Linked DNA regions of Macaca mulatta: region 1 is linked to region 2. Evidence: chromatin contacts called from public Hi-C data. All regions are on one chromosome and are shown on one strand. The core of a region is the stretch at or near the end of the contact, and the rest is flanking DNA. Distances in the headings are between cores, read along the strand shown.

Region 1 (6,489 bases), core at 3,206-5,705, 71 kb after region 2:
GATCCCGGAGTTTTGCCTCCAGAATCCATGCTATGAACCACTTCTCAGGCTGCTTCTCAAATGTAGGTAGGTGGCTGTGCTTTCATATAACTTGCTTAGAAGCAGTAATTTTTTGCTAACCAATTGTTCCTAGTGTGTATGATGGAATTGAATATATCATTTTATAGCTTTTTGAAGAACATTAAGTTTTCTAATATATGAAAAAAGTTTCTGCATTAACAAATATAACGATATCATATCTGTGACAAAATATGTGCCCAATTATATGAAAACACAGAGGACAATGTAACCATTTTACCAAATAGGTAAGGCTTCACAAAAAAAAAATAGACGGGGGAGACCATTTGAGCTGAAATTTGAAAAGTATATTTCAACCATCAAACCCATTTAGGCTGTATTTCCGGTCCTGTCCCTCATCTAAACATCAGCCCTATGTCATAACTCACTGTAACCTTGAAGACATATCTGTTTTGATGTCCTACAAACTTTTCGTGTTATCTAGTAAGATAGTAAATATTTAGGCTTTATGGGGTACATACTGGTCTCTGCTGCATATTCTTCTTTTTAAAAAAAAACTTTAAAAAAATATAAAGACCATTCTTACTTCACAGGCCTCCCCTCAGGCTGACCCTATCCCTGACTATAGTCATCTCAAAATCATCAGGTATCTGAATTTCTTATTTGTATATTAATATCAATCACATTTTTTCCAGTCTTGCTTGTTGAAAAGAACAAGATATCTAATGTTTTGCCTTCTTTTTCCCTTGAAATCTATCAGCCATCAAATCCTGGTGTTTCCTTCTTTGATTCCCACAGCCACTACAACCCAAGTTACCCCCACCTGCTGAAGAGCCACCATATTATTCTAAAGGGTATTGTCTTAATGATCTCCCCACTCCCTACTTTTCCTCCCCAAAAACCACCAGCATCTTTCTAAAACAGAACTTTTGTTACATATAAGCATTCAATAATCATCAAAGGCTAACCAATTATTGCAAAAGTAATACAAAAACTCCTTTGGCATTCACTGCTTTTCACAATGATCCTACTGTAATTAAATGTACCTTCACTAAAGCATATCGCCACAGTAGATACTATGCCAAGATAAAGCACAATTCCTGAATTGAAAATAAATCTGCACAGGAATTCAGTTTCAAGGACATGTGCTACAATATTATTTATGATGGTGAAATTTGGTTAAACTCTTTGATTAAACTATGGATGTATAAAAACCAAAGCTACTGTTGTCCATTAAAAATTGTTATACAGGGTGGTGGCTCTCCCCTGTAATCCCAGCACTGTGGGAGATTGGGGAGAGTGGATTGCTTGAGCACAAGAGCTGGAGACCAGCCTTGGCAACATGGCAAAAACCCACCTCTACAAACAAAATAGAAAAATTAGCTGGGTTTGGCGGCATGTGCCTGTAGTCCCAGCTACTCGAGGAATGAGGTGAGAAAATCACTTGAGCTCTCAAGGCCGAGGCTGCAGTGAACTGTCATCATGCTAATGCATTCCAGCCTGGGTAACAGTGAAACATGCCTCAAAACAAAACACAAATAACAAAATAAAAACCTCAAAGTAAGGCCGGGCGCGGTGGCTCAAGCCTGTAATCCCAGCACTTTGGGAGGCCGAGATGGGCGGATCACGAGGTCAGGAGATCGAGACCATCCTGGCTAACCCGGTGAAACCCTGTCTCTACTAAAAAATACAAAAAAACTAGCCGGGCGAGGCAACGGGCGCCCGTAGTCCCAGCTACTCGGGAGGCTGAGGCAGGAGAATGGCGTGAACCCGGGAGGCGGAGCTTGCAGTGAGCTGAGATCCGGCCACTGCACTCCAGCCTGGGTGACAGAGTGAGACTCCGTCTCAAAAAAAAAAAAAACCTCAAAGTAATTAAAAAATTGGTTACACAGCCTGGGCAACATAGTGACACTTCCTCTCTACAAAAAAAATGTTTTAAATTAGCTAAGTCTCACGCTCATTCCTATAATCCCAGCAGTTTGGGAGGCCGAGGTAGACAGATCACTTGAGGTCAGGAATTAGAGACGAGCCTGGCCAACATGGTAAAACCCTGCCTCTACTAAAAATATTTCAAAAATTAGCCAGCGTGGTAGCGCACACCTGTAATCCCAACTATTTGGGAGGTTGATGAGAATCACTTGAACCTGGGAGGCAGAGGTTGCTGTGAGCTGAGATCGCACCACTGCACTCTAGCCCGGGCGACATAGGGAGACTCTGTCTCAAAAATAAATAAATAAATAAGTCAAGTCTGGTGGTGTGCACCTGTAGTCCGGCTATTCTAGTGGCCGAGGTGGGAGAATCACCTGAGCCCAGGAGGTTGAGGCTTCAGTGAGCCATGACTGCACCACTGCACTACAACCTGGGCAACAGAGCAAGGCCCTGTCTAAATGGAAAAAAAAAAAAAAAAAAAAAGTTACAAATGAAGGTGAAAACCAGATTGTTTCAGAAGCAAATGCACATAAAGAAAAAGGTTTGGCTGGGTGCGATGGCTCACACCTATAATCTCAGCACTTTCGGAGGCCAAGGTGGGCAGATCACCTGAGGTCAGGAGTTTGAGGCCAGACTGACCAACATGGTGAAAACTCATGTCTACTAAAAATACAAAAATTAGCCGGGCATGGTGGCAGGCGCCTGTAATCCCAGCTACTTGGGAGACTGAAGCAGGAGGATCGCTTGAATCAGGAGGTGGAGGTTGTAGTGAGCCGAGACAGTGCCATTGCAGTCCAGCCTGGGCAACAAGAGTGAAACTCCATCTCAAAAAAAAAAAAAGAAAAAGAAAAACAAAACAAAAAAGTTTAACAGGGGTGTCCAATTTTTTGGTTTCCCTGAGCCACATGGGAAGAATAATTGTCTTGGGCCATACATAAAACACACTAATAATAGTCGATAAGCTAAAAAATATCTCATAATGTTTTAACAAAGTTTGCAAATTTGTGTTAGGCTACTTTCAAAGCTGTACTGGGTCACATGCGGCCTGCAGGCCATGGGTTGGACAAATTTGGTTTAGAAAAACATACATTTACATACAAATAGTAGTTAGCTTATATAGTAGAATTGTGGGTATTTTGTCTTTATTTTTCTTCATATTTATTTTAGTTGTTTTTTTGAGGCAGAGTCTCCCTCTGTAGCCCAGGTTGGAGTGTAGTGGTGTGATCTCGGGTCACTGCAAGCTCCGCCTCCCGGGTTCACGCCATTCTCCTGCCTCAGCCTCCCAAGTAGCTGGGACTACAGGCGCCCACCACCACCACCACGCCTGGCTAATTTTTTTGTATTTTTAGTAGAGACGGGGTTTCACTGTGTTAGCCAGGATGGTCTCGATCTCCTGACCTCGTCGTGATCCGCCCGCCTCGGCCTCCCAAAGTGCAGGGATTACAGCCGTGAGTCACCGCGCCCGGCCTCCTTTTCAAATCCTACTCTTAAAACTTTTTTTTTCAAATATAAGTAACTAAAAGTTAACACTGGAACAGCCAACTCGATTAACAGCCTACCAAAAGATCTGCTCATTTCAAATTGAATTTCCACTTAGAATATTCACACCATAGAAACACTTCTAAGATAACTCAGCACTATAATGGAGATCCTTCGAGGTTATTTAGGTTACAATCATCCAAGCCATTTTTACCTTGGCCTTCCCCCTTAGAAGTCTCTGCTGCACCTGTTAACTCAGTTCTCAAACGCACAAGTTCTTGCCAGGCCACCCAGCTTCTATGACTCCTGAAGCAAGCAACACAGGACCAAGGAAAATTCACACAAGCACTGACAAGTCTGGTTTGATTATTTTCTGCAAGCTCATCCAATAGTTCCTCAGCGACTGAGTCCAGACTTGAGGGAAGGGGACTGAGTGAGGCCATTATTCCTTGTTGTCATTTTAGATTAGGTCTTTCTGACAACGGCCAGAACGAGTATTCTGGAAATCATGCAGACTTTCCTCTGTCTCCTTATACGTGTTGGATACAAACACGTTTCATGCTAGAAACCTCCAGAGGAGACTGGCCACAGAGGTTTTTGCTTCTATTAAACCCCCTCGCCTAGTTTCTCCCCACCCAAGAGAATCAATACATCCTAATGGCATCCTGCGGCACACACTGTACATTTCCTCTAACTCTGCCCTTCTGGCTATCATTTGCTCACAGTCCATGGGAAAGTTCCCCTAAACCATTACAATTATCTCAACCGGACCGGGCTACAGGCCAAGCAACTCGGAGTCACCGCTCGGCCTGGGCCGGCCCCGCCGACAAGCGCGTCCTGGCCCGCTCCTTACCTGTGGCCAAGGCCGAAACCCGGCCCAGCGCCCTACGTCCGCCACCCCTGCTCCGCCTGCCTCTCGGCCTGGCCGCAGCCTCCGCGATCGCAGCTGTTTTACTACCCTGGATGCCTCTAGGACACAGCCAGAACCGTAGCTCAGGCACGCCGCGCCTCTCTTCACGTAGCCTCCGCCGTCCGTTACGTAGAATGCGAGCGGCTCGTCAGCGCCTGCGCGCAGTGTGCAGTGTGCAGTGTGCGGGGCGGGACGCAACACTAGGGACAGCGCAAGACCTCCCTCTTCCCCGCCCAGCTGAGGCGAGGTGGGGCTTCTGGGAAAATTACATAATCCCCGCCCCTGGGCCGGAACTGCTCTCGCCTATACCAATCCTCCTCCGTAGGGTTCCGTCAAGTTGACGTCACACGGAACCGGTGCTCCGGAAGCTAAAGGTAGTGATGCTGTGCGGAACCACGTGGCCAAAGGCAAGAGTGTCGCTGTAGTAGTATTTGCAACGGACCAGAGTTTAAATGATAGGCATGTTCATGTAAATGTGGTTTCTGCCCAACCCATTTTCTCTTGGGATTTTTTGACCAGCCTCCTGACGCCACTTTTTCTTCATTCCCAGACCCACTTTCTAGACGGGTCATGAACTCTGTCCACCCAACTAGCAGTTTCCTGTCAGAGTATCTGAGGAGCCTGGGAGGCGTTCTGGAGCTTTTAGGTCAGGCGCCTTCCGGGAGTCGTAGCCCCGGCCCCGCCCTTCGGCCCGCGCACTCCTCACTGCGCATGTCGGGTTTTTGTTACCCTCCCCCCTTCAGCAACGGGCCGTGAGGCGGTGGCGGTGGCGGTGGCGGTGGCGGTGGTGGCGGCGGCGAAGGGGGCGGAGAGGAAGGAGCGCGGCGGGACCGGGCTGGGACAGCGCGTACTTTGGGCCGCGGGATTCTCTCCGTGCCGGCGGTGGTAGCAGCTGCGGCTGCAGCCATAGCAGCAGGTTTGTTCGTGGGGGTTTTGGACGCAGGGCCGCTAGTCCTTAGGGGCACTGGAGGCAACTGCTGGGCCTAGCGAGGGCGGAGGAACCGCGGCCTTGCTTAACAAAGAGTCGGCAGAGCCTCGGGGCACCCGCGGCCGGGGTGCTGGGAAGGGGTGGGAGTGCGGGCAGAGGCCTCGAGGGTTCCTTCCTAGCCGCGTCGCCCTCCCACAGCTCCCGCTTCCCTCGCAAGTCTTACCGAGGCCCAGTTGGCGGCTTTCCGGAGGCGGCGCCCGCTCGCCTAGGAAAGGGATTTGCAGGGTGCCCGGCTCCGAGGCAGGGATAGCGCGGGGAGAATTCTGGCCCAAGGAGGCAGCGCTTGGGAGATGCAGGCTTCCGAATTTGGGGTCCTGATAGGCAAAAGCTGCCAAATGAGAGGAGTGAAAAGATGTAAGCGGTGATCTTTGTGCAGCCTTGAGTAGGTCGATTATTAGCATCACTTTGTCACCCAAACTTTTTTGCGGCCTACTTGAAAGCCTATCTGATGTGAATAAATAATTTATGTGGAGTTACAAACATATGCATCAAAAACATAGGAGAAGCTCTCGAGAGTTTTGGGGAATTATATTCTCATCACTGAGAATTTCCCTGTTGCCTACACTCCTATAGGCAGTTATCCAATTTCCTGTATATTCTTTTTGTGAATGATGTTTCTATGTCTGTCCTCCCTCATATACACACCCAGGACTTCCTAAAAGGCAGGGACTATGTCTTAAGTCACTTTGCAGAGCCTGGCTCAGTTCTGGCGTATAGGAGGTGAGCAGTGAGTGTTTTGTACAAAAATTAACATTTAGACTTTGACAGCTGGGAAAAGAAAATGTGTCTTTCTGTACCTGGAAGAGGCATTTACACAATGCCTAATGTACAATTCATTCATTGAAGGGATATTTTTATTGGTGCCTATTCTCTAGCGCCGTTCTAGGTGATAGGGATAGGTGTTAGACCCCTGCCTTTGTGAAACTTAACTTTCTAGTAGCGCAAGGAGAGGCAAAGAAATACATAAATTATACTGAATGTTAGAAGATGATCAGTACCTTAGGAAAAAGAAAGCTGGAAAGGGGGTTGGGGAGGTGTTGTTAGAATTTGCAATAAAGTGGTCAGGGAAGTCCCTACAGACAAGCTTATGTTTAAGCGGACTGGAAGGAGGAGTGAGCCTATGTTTATCTGGGGAAAGGAACGTTCCAAGCTAGAGAGTAACAAA
Region 2 (7,050 bases), core at 2,705-5,204:
TCTTGACCGAGGGCTTGCAGTGCAAAGCCAGGCCAGTGTTGCGCATTACTTACAATAAAAGGGATCATTTATATCAGAGGGGTCCTGTGGCAGTACTTTTGGTTGTGGGAGGTGGAGGTAGGTTTGTGTCTGGCGGGGGCCAGGTATGGTGCCTGGCAACAAGCTTGGGCCTCTCAAGCAGAAGAGAAATTGATTCCAAGTAGAGGGGTCCTGGGGTGACCTGGCTGGTACCACCGTCAGCCCAGAGGTATCTTCCCCTTTCCTCCACTTGCCCCTCCAGGAGCTCCACTGGGGTGGTCCCAACAGGGCTGATTTGTCAAGGTGGCACTGTTGGCCCTCATGACCTGAATGTCACCAGTGGCTGCGTTCCCGGAGCCTTCATGACATTTGATAGGGTCTTCCTGCCCCAGAGGACTTTCTTCAGTCCCACCTTTGCAGGGCAGGGGTCAGGTGCCTCCAAGAGCCACCTCTCTAGTACCCCCTTGTGGTCATCTGCTACTGTTGCTTAACAGAACCAAGACAGTCGTCGTTGCCATCTGAGACCTCTGGTGCAGGAAGTTGGCCTGCCCCTAGAGGCTCTGAGCCACTCGCTTCACACCTGGAAGGACCCAGGCCTGGGGCAGCATCTCTGCTGAGTATTTGCTCTGCTCCCTCGAGGAGCAGTGCCTGCCTCAGCACAGTGGCTCATGTGATACCGGAGCCTGTGGCCCAGCTCCCTGCCCTGTTCCATGGGGAGGCCACTTAGGAACTCAGGCAGTTGTGTGGTGTGGTGGCAGCAAACTCTCTAAGAGTCTCTGTTCTCATCAGTCCCATGTATGGAGACACCAGGAAGTTGAATCTGGAGCGAGACAACCCAGACTTCCTGCCTATGTCCCACGGGCGCCCTCAGGTCCTCCCAGCTTGCCTGCTTTGCCCTGCTGTGAACTCATCCCTCATTGTCCCTGGGTTTTCAGAGGAGCATATGTAGTTTCTTTTTGGACTTCCTGGGATAGTAGCTGTGACTGCCCCTCCCCAGAGCTTGAAAAGGCAAGGGGATGATGAGGAGGGACAATCCAGGGGTCACTAAAACCTTGGGCAGCACTTGCTGGGTCTACTGGTTCCTGCCATTCTTCGCTGACTTCCAGGTCAAAGGGCTGGGAAGAAGGGAGGGAGCTAGACAGCTGGAACCAGCCAGGGAATATGGCAGCTCGCACCCCAGGCACTGAAGTGTAGCGAGGACAGGCACCATCACCCACTGGCAGCCTGGCCCTCCCGCGCTCAGGCCTCTTCACAATGGGGTGCATATGGTAAGTCGGTGGGTCTGAACCAACCCAAAACTGAGGGGCGAAGTGGAGTTTCAGTTTCAAAACCACTGTGGTGTGACAGCATGGAGCCCTGGCTGTGAAGAGGACCCCTCCCATTTTTCAATGGTGTGTCAGGGAACTGACACCCACTTCTAGCCCCCTACCCCCATCCGGGCCGAGGTACTCCGGGCTGGCCCTGTCCCCGCAAGCCCTCCCCATGGTGAGTTTGCACCCTTTCTGCGACAAATCCCCCAGCAGGCCACACAATAGAGAATCTGCATCTATTGAAACATGTTTAAAACGGGGTTGGTCACAACAGTCAGGATGGGCAGAAACGGGAGTAGGGGAGGGGAGTGGGGCCGCACCAGCCCCTGCCAGTGCCTGAGGCTGCAGCCTGGTGAGTGCTTTTGCTTCTGCTTCTCCACGCTGGTGGTTCGAGATGGTCCCAAGCCCCACTGGGGCAGGCCCTGCCTTGCCCTGCAGAGGCAGGGTGGCTCCACTTCCCCATCCCCTCCCCCATGGGCTGCAGGGGCATTTATGAGGCCCAACAGGTGGCACTGTGGCGCTCCTTCCTCCCTGTCTCCGTGGCTCAGAACCAGGTTAAGGATAGAGGTAGATGGGGAGAAGTGGGGGCCACACTGTCTCCGGTGGCAGTGAGGGAGCTTGGGACCCTGAGCGGGGCATGCTGACTCCTTGCTGGAGAAAAGGCACCTAGATAGGGAAGCTGGGCTTGGGAGCCTCCCAGGGGGTCCTGGGGTAAGGTGGGGATGGTGGCTGAACGAAGCAGGAAGCAGGGTGGTGGGCAGACCCCAATCCTGGTTCCCAAACCCTCACCGGCTGCGGGAGGAGGAGGAAGAAAGGAATCCTGGAGCAGAGCCCTGCCCTGGGCCCCTCCGCCTGAGCAAGCCTCATCCCCTTCCCACCTGGCCCCCACGCAAGCCCAGCTCCACCTCCTTCCCATCTTCCCCCTGCCGGCTCCAGGCCCTCCGCAGAGTGGGTGGAAGGTTGCAGAGGCCTCAGGCCGTCTTGGTGCCGGGGTCCACCTCCTTGTGGGCCCAGAGCTCCTTGTGTTGCTTGCGGCCAAACCCCTCGTCGTAGTTGCCTTTGCTCTTAAACAGCTGCTGGAAGTGGGGTTTGCAGTAGAACTCCCCGTGCAGCGCGGCATAGCTGCCCAGGCTGCAGAAGCCAAACGGCGTCAGGTCAGGCCAGGTCGGGGCTGGGTTGGCAGACGAGGCGGGGGCGGGCAGGGCAGGGGCGCACCTGAGCTTGGTGTGACAGTGCTTGCAGCAGAAGCAAGAGTTGTGGAAAATGAGCTTGTCAGCCACCAGCCGCTCCATGGGGTACACGGTCTTCTGGCAGGCGGCGCAGGTCTCCTTCACCTGGGCCCGCAGGCTGAAGGACTGTGCGGGAGGCTCAGCCAGGTGCTGCCCCAGTGCCCATCCCGCTCCCTCACACCCCTCCTCCCGCACACCGGCCCCAGGCCCCTACCTTGGAGCGCTGCACCGTGCTGCTGCCGCCGCCTTTGGCATCCTGAGGGAGAGGGGCGGTCAGGGCAGGAGCAGCTCCGGGAGGCCTTGGACCAGGGCTGCAGCCATCAGCCCAAGGCCTAGGGACGCGCCGCAGGGGGCAAAGGGGGCCGGCAAACTCTGGAGCCTCTCCCCTTTTCCCCAGGCCAGGCTCCCGTCTGGCGGGTCCTCCCACCCGGCCGGGCACTTACATGAGAGGGGGTGGCCTGGGCGGCTCCTGCAGCCTGGAACATGGCTTGTTGGAGGTGGAAGCCTCGGGTGGAGACGCGGCACCCGCTGGGTTCTGCAAGGGGAAGTCAGTCGGGAGGGCCCCGCCAGTCCGGCCCCAGCCTGCAGGGTGGGGGGTGTTGACAGGCAGGGGCTGGGGGGATTGCGGTTGGGACTTTCCCTAAGTCATTTCCTGTTGCTCTTGGTCTTGCCACTTCCGCCCCTCCCCCACCTCCCCCACCCCTGCTCCCCAGAGGCCGGGGTCCCGAGTGGCACCGTCCCTCGGAAGAACAAAGTTAGCGGGAGCTGAGGGGCCGCGGGCTCCCGCGCAGCCGCCGTGTGCGCCCCGCGGGCGGGGACCCCGCTTGGGGTGAGGGGAGGTCGGGACAGGCGGGGCCGCGATGAGAAGCCGCTGCCCCGACCTGACCCCGGCCCTCACTGCCCCGCGCCGCGCCCGGGCGTCCAGGCCTCGGCTGGGCAGCCCCTGGACAGCGCCCGAGGTCCCCGCCCGCCCCGCCCCTCGGTCCCGGACCTGGCCCCGCGCGGACCGGACCCCAGACCCCGACGCCGCGAACCCAGCCAGCGGGTCTCGGCTCCGCCCAGCCGGGGGCCGGACCTGAAGCGAGGACTCGAGACTGTGCGCCCCGGGCCAGAGCGGCTCGCGGACTCGCTGGGACCCCACGGGTGGCCCTCACCCCACACCCCTCGGCACCTCCCCTGGTTCCGGAGCCGGACGCGGCCCCTCCCCCCGCGGCTCTCACCAGGCCCGGCCTGGGCCGCGGGGCGGGATCTGTCTCCGGGGGCACACGGGTGCGATAAGGGCGCGGACGCGAGCTACCGCCGCTGCCAGTGGTCCCCGAGCGGCCGCCGCCGCCACCGCCTTATCGCTGCGCCGCCCCCGCCGGCCCCCGCCCCGCGCCCGCCCATTGGCTCCGCCGCGCCCGGAGCCGCCTCCGGGGCCCGGGCGCCGCCGCCGACCCCCCTCCGCGCTTTGTCTTCCCCTCGCCGCCGTCCCCGCCTTTGTCTGTCCCCAGCTCCGGCTCCGCGCTCCCGGCTCCTCAGCGCCCCGCGGGCCCCGCGCTCGCATGCCTTGGGCACCGGCCGCGCCGTCTGTCCATCCCGACGGTGACCCGGCATGGGGAAACGACGGTGGCGGGGACAGGATGGAAGGGCCGCGCTCCGCATCCCACGGGGAGGGGAGGAGTTCAGGCTGCGACGGCTGCGGTCGCAGGACACCGGGCACTCCCGGCCTGTCTCCGGGATAACCGGGCTGGGCCTGGGCCATTCACTGCTTCGGTTTCCCCCGGGTGGCCTCGCGCGCAGGCGCGGGCGCCCCATTCCCGCCCAGAGCTTTGGGGCCTCAGAGACCCAGCCGGGGCGACCCCGGAGCCTGGCCCAGGGTCCCTCGGGCCGCCGAGTCCTCCTGCCGCCAGGGGCCGCCCCCGCCCTCTTGCGGCCCACGAGGCTGGAGGCAGCGCCCGGGCACGCGGTCCCCAGGCCCGGCCGCGAGGCTGCGGGGAGCCTGGGGCGCTGGCTCGCTGAGGAGCCTGCACGAGGACCCGGCGGCTCCACCAGCCCTTGGCGCCTCTGCAACCCTGTGACGGGCTGGGGAGGCCGCTATGCGTGGTTCCCGGAGCACCCGTCCCCTGAGGCTTCAAGTCCTCACGTGTTTCTGGGGCGGAATTCTGTGGGCAGCAACCGCGACCCCTGGGGGCCGCCCCTCCAACAAGCGCGCTTCATTTCTCACGGGGAAGCCGCGGCCCAGAGAGCTGAGGTGACAGAGATCGGGCCGCAGAGCTGCTCCCTCCCTGCAGCCGCACAGCAGGCCAGAGGCATAGCAGGCGAGAGACAGAAGGCGAGGCCGGCGCCTTCCCGGGCACCAGGGACCGAGTGGCTTGGCCTGAAATCAGGCTAGAAGCTGCTCCGGGAAGCACAGCCCTGCGCCCAGAGCCTTCCCACACTGTGGCAGGAATAGCACTGGCGGCCCACGCGCTTGACAGGGAACAGAACAGCTCCCGCCCGATGCCTGGCAGGGGAGCAGGGAGGCTGCAGCTTCCCCAGCGCCCAGCTGTTTCCCAGGCTGGCGGGCTCCACGCACCGGCTCCGTGTCTCCTCTCCAGCCTTCTGTTCTCTCTAGAGGAAAATCTGCGTTTTGCCTGCACTGTGGGCCGACTCTCCAGTGGGGAGTGTCAGACCCTCTAAAGTGGCTGCCTCTCGGGAAAGCTTCCACACCTGTCCGATTCTCCAAAGGGGCTGCTTGATGCAAGAAACAGGAAGACCGGGGGGCACCATGAGCAGGGCTCACTGCCACTGGGCACAGTGAGGCCCCAGCATCCTGCCCAGGACGGGCCTGTGGGCTAAGCTGCAGATGGGCATTGAGGATGCCCCGAGAGCAAGGTGCAGAAGGCATCCGGAAGCAAAGGAAACTGATAACCAGCGTTAAAACAAACAAACAAACAAACAAAAAAGGGAACTTGGCTCAGCGGTGGCTCACGCCTTTAGTCCCAGCACTTTGGGAGGCAGAGGCAGGCAGATCACAAGGTCAGAAGTTCGAGACCAGCCTGGCCAACATGGTGAAATCCCGTCTCTACTAAAAATACGAAAATTATCCAGGCATGGTGTGTGTGCCTGTAATCCTAGCTACTTGGGAGGCTGAGGCAGGAGAACTGTTTGAACCTGGGAGGTGGAGGCTGCAGTGAGTCAAGATGAAGCCAGTACACTCCAGCCTGGGTGACAGAGCGACTCTGTCGGGTGGGGGGGTGGCAGGGCAGGGCGAAGGGAATTTGAGGTTTAAAGCAGGGGGAGGAGGACCGGAAATGAGGCCCCCTACTCCTCACTCACTCACCCCAGGCCCCATCCTAGCCCAAGGTGGGTGTCATTCCCTTCACCTTAGCCTCTCACTGCCCAAAGAAGCTTACTTTTCTTCTTTAAACTGCTGTTAAAATTGGGGAGGAAATGGAAAGCAAGGGCATCTGACGGTTCAGAACAGCTTTAGGTTAGAGGGCATTTGAGGTGCCTGAGCTGGGGGAGGGCCTTCCCCCTGAGAGACTGGGAGAAGGGTAAGCCGTGTGCCCTGGAAGCACTGCAGGGAGACTCATATTTGCACCCCCTTGCTCACACTCACTGGCGCCAGCCAGGATGGCAGGGACGGGCGGGGCTGGTTCTTAGGTTTCCTGCTCTTTGGGTGCTAGCACCCAGGGTAAGGAGACACCCAGGTCAGGTTGCAAGACAAACCCTTCTACCTCCTTTCCTGCCAAAGGCCGCCAGCATCCTCTGCCTCAATCTCAATCTTTGGACATTTTTAGCTCCAAAGTGGTTTGATGGCCACAGGCTAAAATTCATAGTCTTAAAATTTTAGTTAAGAGACAGATCTGTTATGGGTTTTCAAATAAACTGGTCTATCTAATGAAAGAGGTCACTGCTGAGCTTCCGTGAGCACCCATGGGCCTGCTCTTGGATGGCGGGACGACTCTCACCTGGAGCAGCACGGCCATCCCTGCAAGCACACACACCAGGAAGCAGCCTGTAGCCCCTGCGCTGATGCAGACACAATGCCATTCTCCAGCAGGGTCTCTGGAAATTTTAATTTGTTCTGATAACGAAACTAACACAGCATAAGGACTTAAGCCCTCAAGCTAGGCAAGACACTGATGGCCCTTGGAGAAAGCACCAGGGCAGCTGGCAGGAGGTGCTAAGATAGATTCTTGGTGGGAAAGGAATGAGGCACACACATAAACCGTGGGAAAGACTTAGGTGTCAGGGCCCAAGCCAGAAAAGGGATAAGGATGGACTGTCCCAGCCTTAGTCCGTGCTTAAACAGACAGAAATACCCTTCTCTGGAATTATGAGGGAGAGGTCTAGGGGAAGGGAGGCAGGTAGCTTACTACTTGCCCTTTCACTGACCTATAGGATCTGAGAGCAAAGTTAAGTAGAATGAGGCTGGTCGCAAGCATTGGGAAGAGGTGGCGGTCCTCAGGGTTAAGAAGTCAAACCCTGGGCTTGGAATTCGGCTCCCAGAGCTAGAGCAGCATCTC

The links. A called contact is a pair of places that touch in the nucleus more often than the background predicts.
Region 1: a Hi-C map of blood shows a contact between it and region 2, with 2.4 times the contacts expected there. The contact joins the promoter of CCDC47 here to the promoter of LOC144335864 in region 2. A contact is called at or near these places in 2 of 14 Hi-C or Micro-C datasets (blood and cortical neurons).

The regions. Positions count from the first base shown.
Region 1 is chr16:73,562,956-73,569,444 of T2T-MMU8v2.0, forward strand. It overlaps CCDC47 (coiled-coil domain containing 47), which reads right to left and starts at 4,456. Exons shown (of 13, transcript NM_001261244.1): 1 at 4,280-4,456. DDX42 (DEAD-box helicase 42) reads left to right here and starts at 5,171. Exons shown (of 18, transcript NM_001261555.1): 1 at 5,171-5,252. It overlaps LOC144335870 (a long non-coding RNA gene), which reads left to right. Exons shown (of 3, transcript XR_013407065.1): 2 at 1,911-2,004; 3 at 3,385-4,446.
Region 2 is chr16:73,491,982-73,499,031 of T2T-MMU8v2.0, forward strand. It overlaps LOC144335864, which reads left to right and starts at 3,955. Exons shown (of 1, transcript XM_077972427.1): 1 at 3,955-6,427. The coding sequence starts at 4,152. The coding sequence ends at 4,931. LIMD2 (LIM domain containing 2) reads right to left here and starts at 3,824. Exons shown (of 5, transcript NM_001260589.1): 1 at 3,778-3,824; 2 at 3,001-3,092; 3 at 2,772-2,813; 4 at 2,544-2,683; 5 at 1,555-2,459. The coding sequence starts at 3,042. The coding sequence ends at 2,300. MAP3K3 (mitogen-activated protein kinase kinase kinase 3) reads left to right here. Exons shown (of 17, transcript NM_001257786.1): 17 at 1-67. It overlaps STRADA (STE20 related adaptor alpha), which reads right to left. Exons shown (of 12, transcript XM_077972407.1): 12 at 6,582-7,050.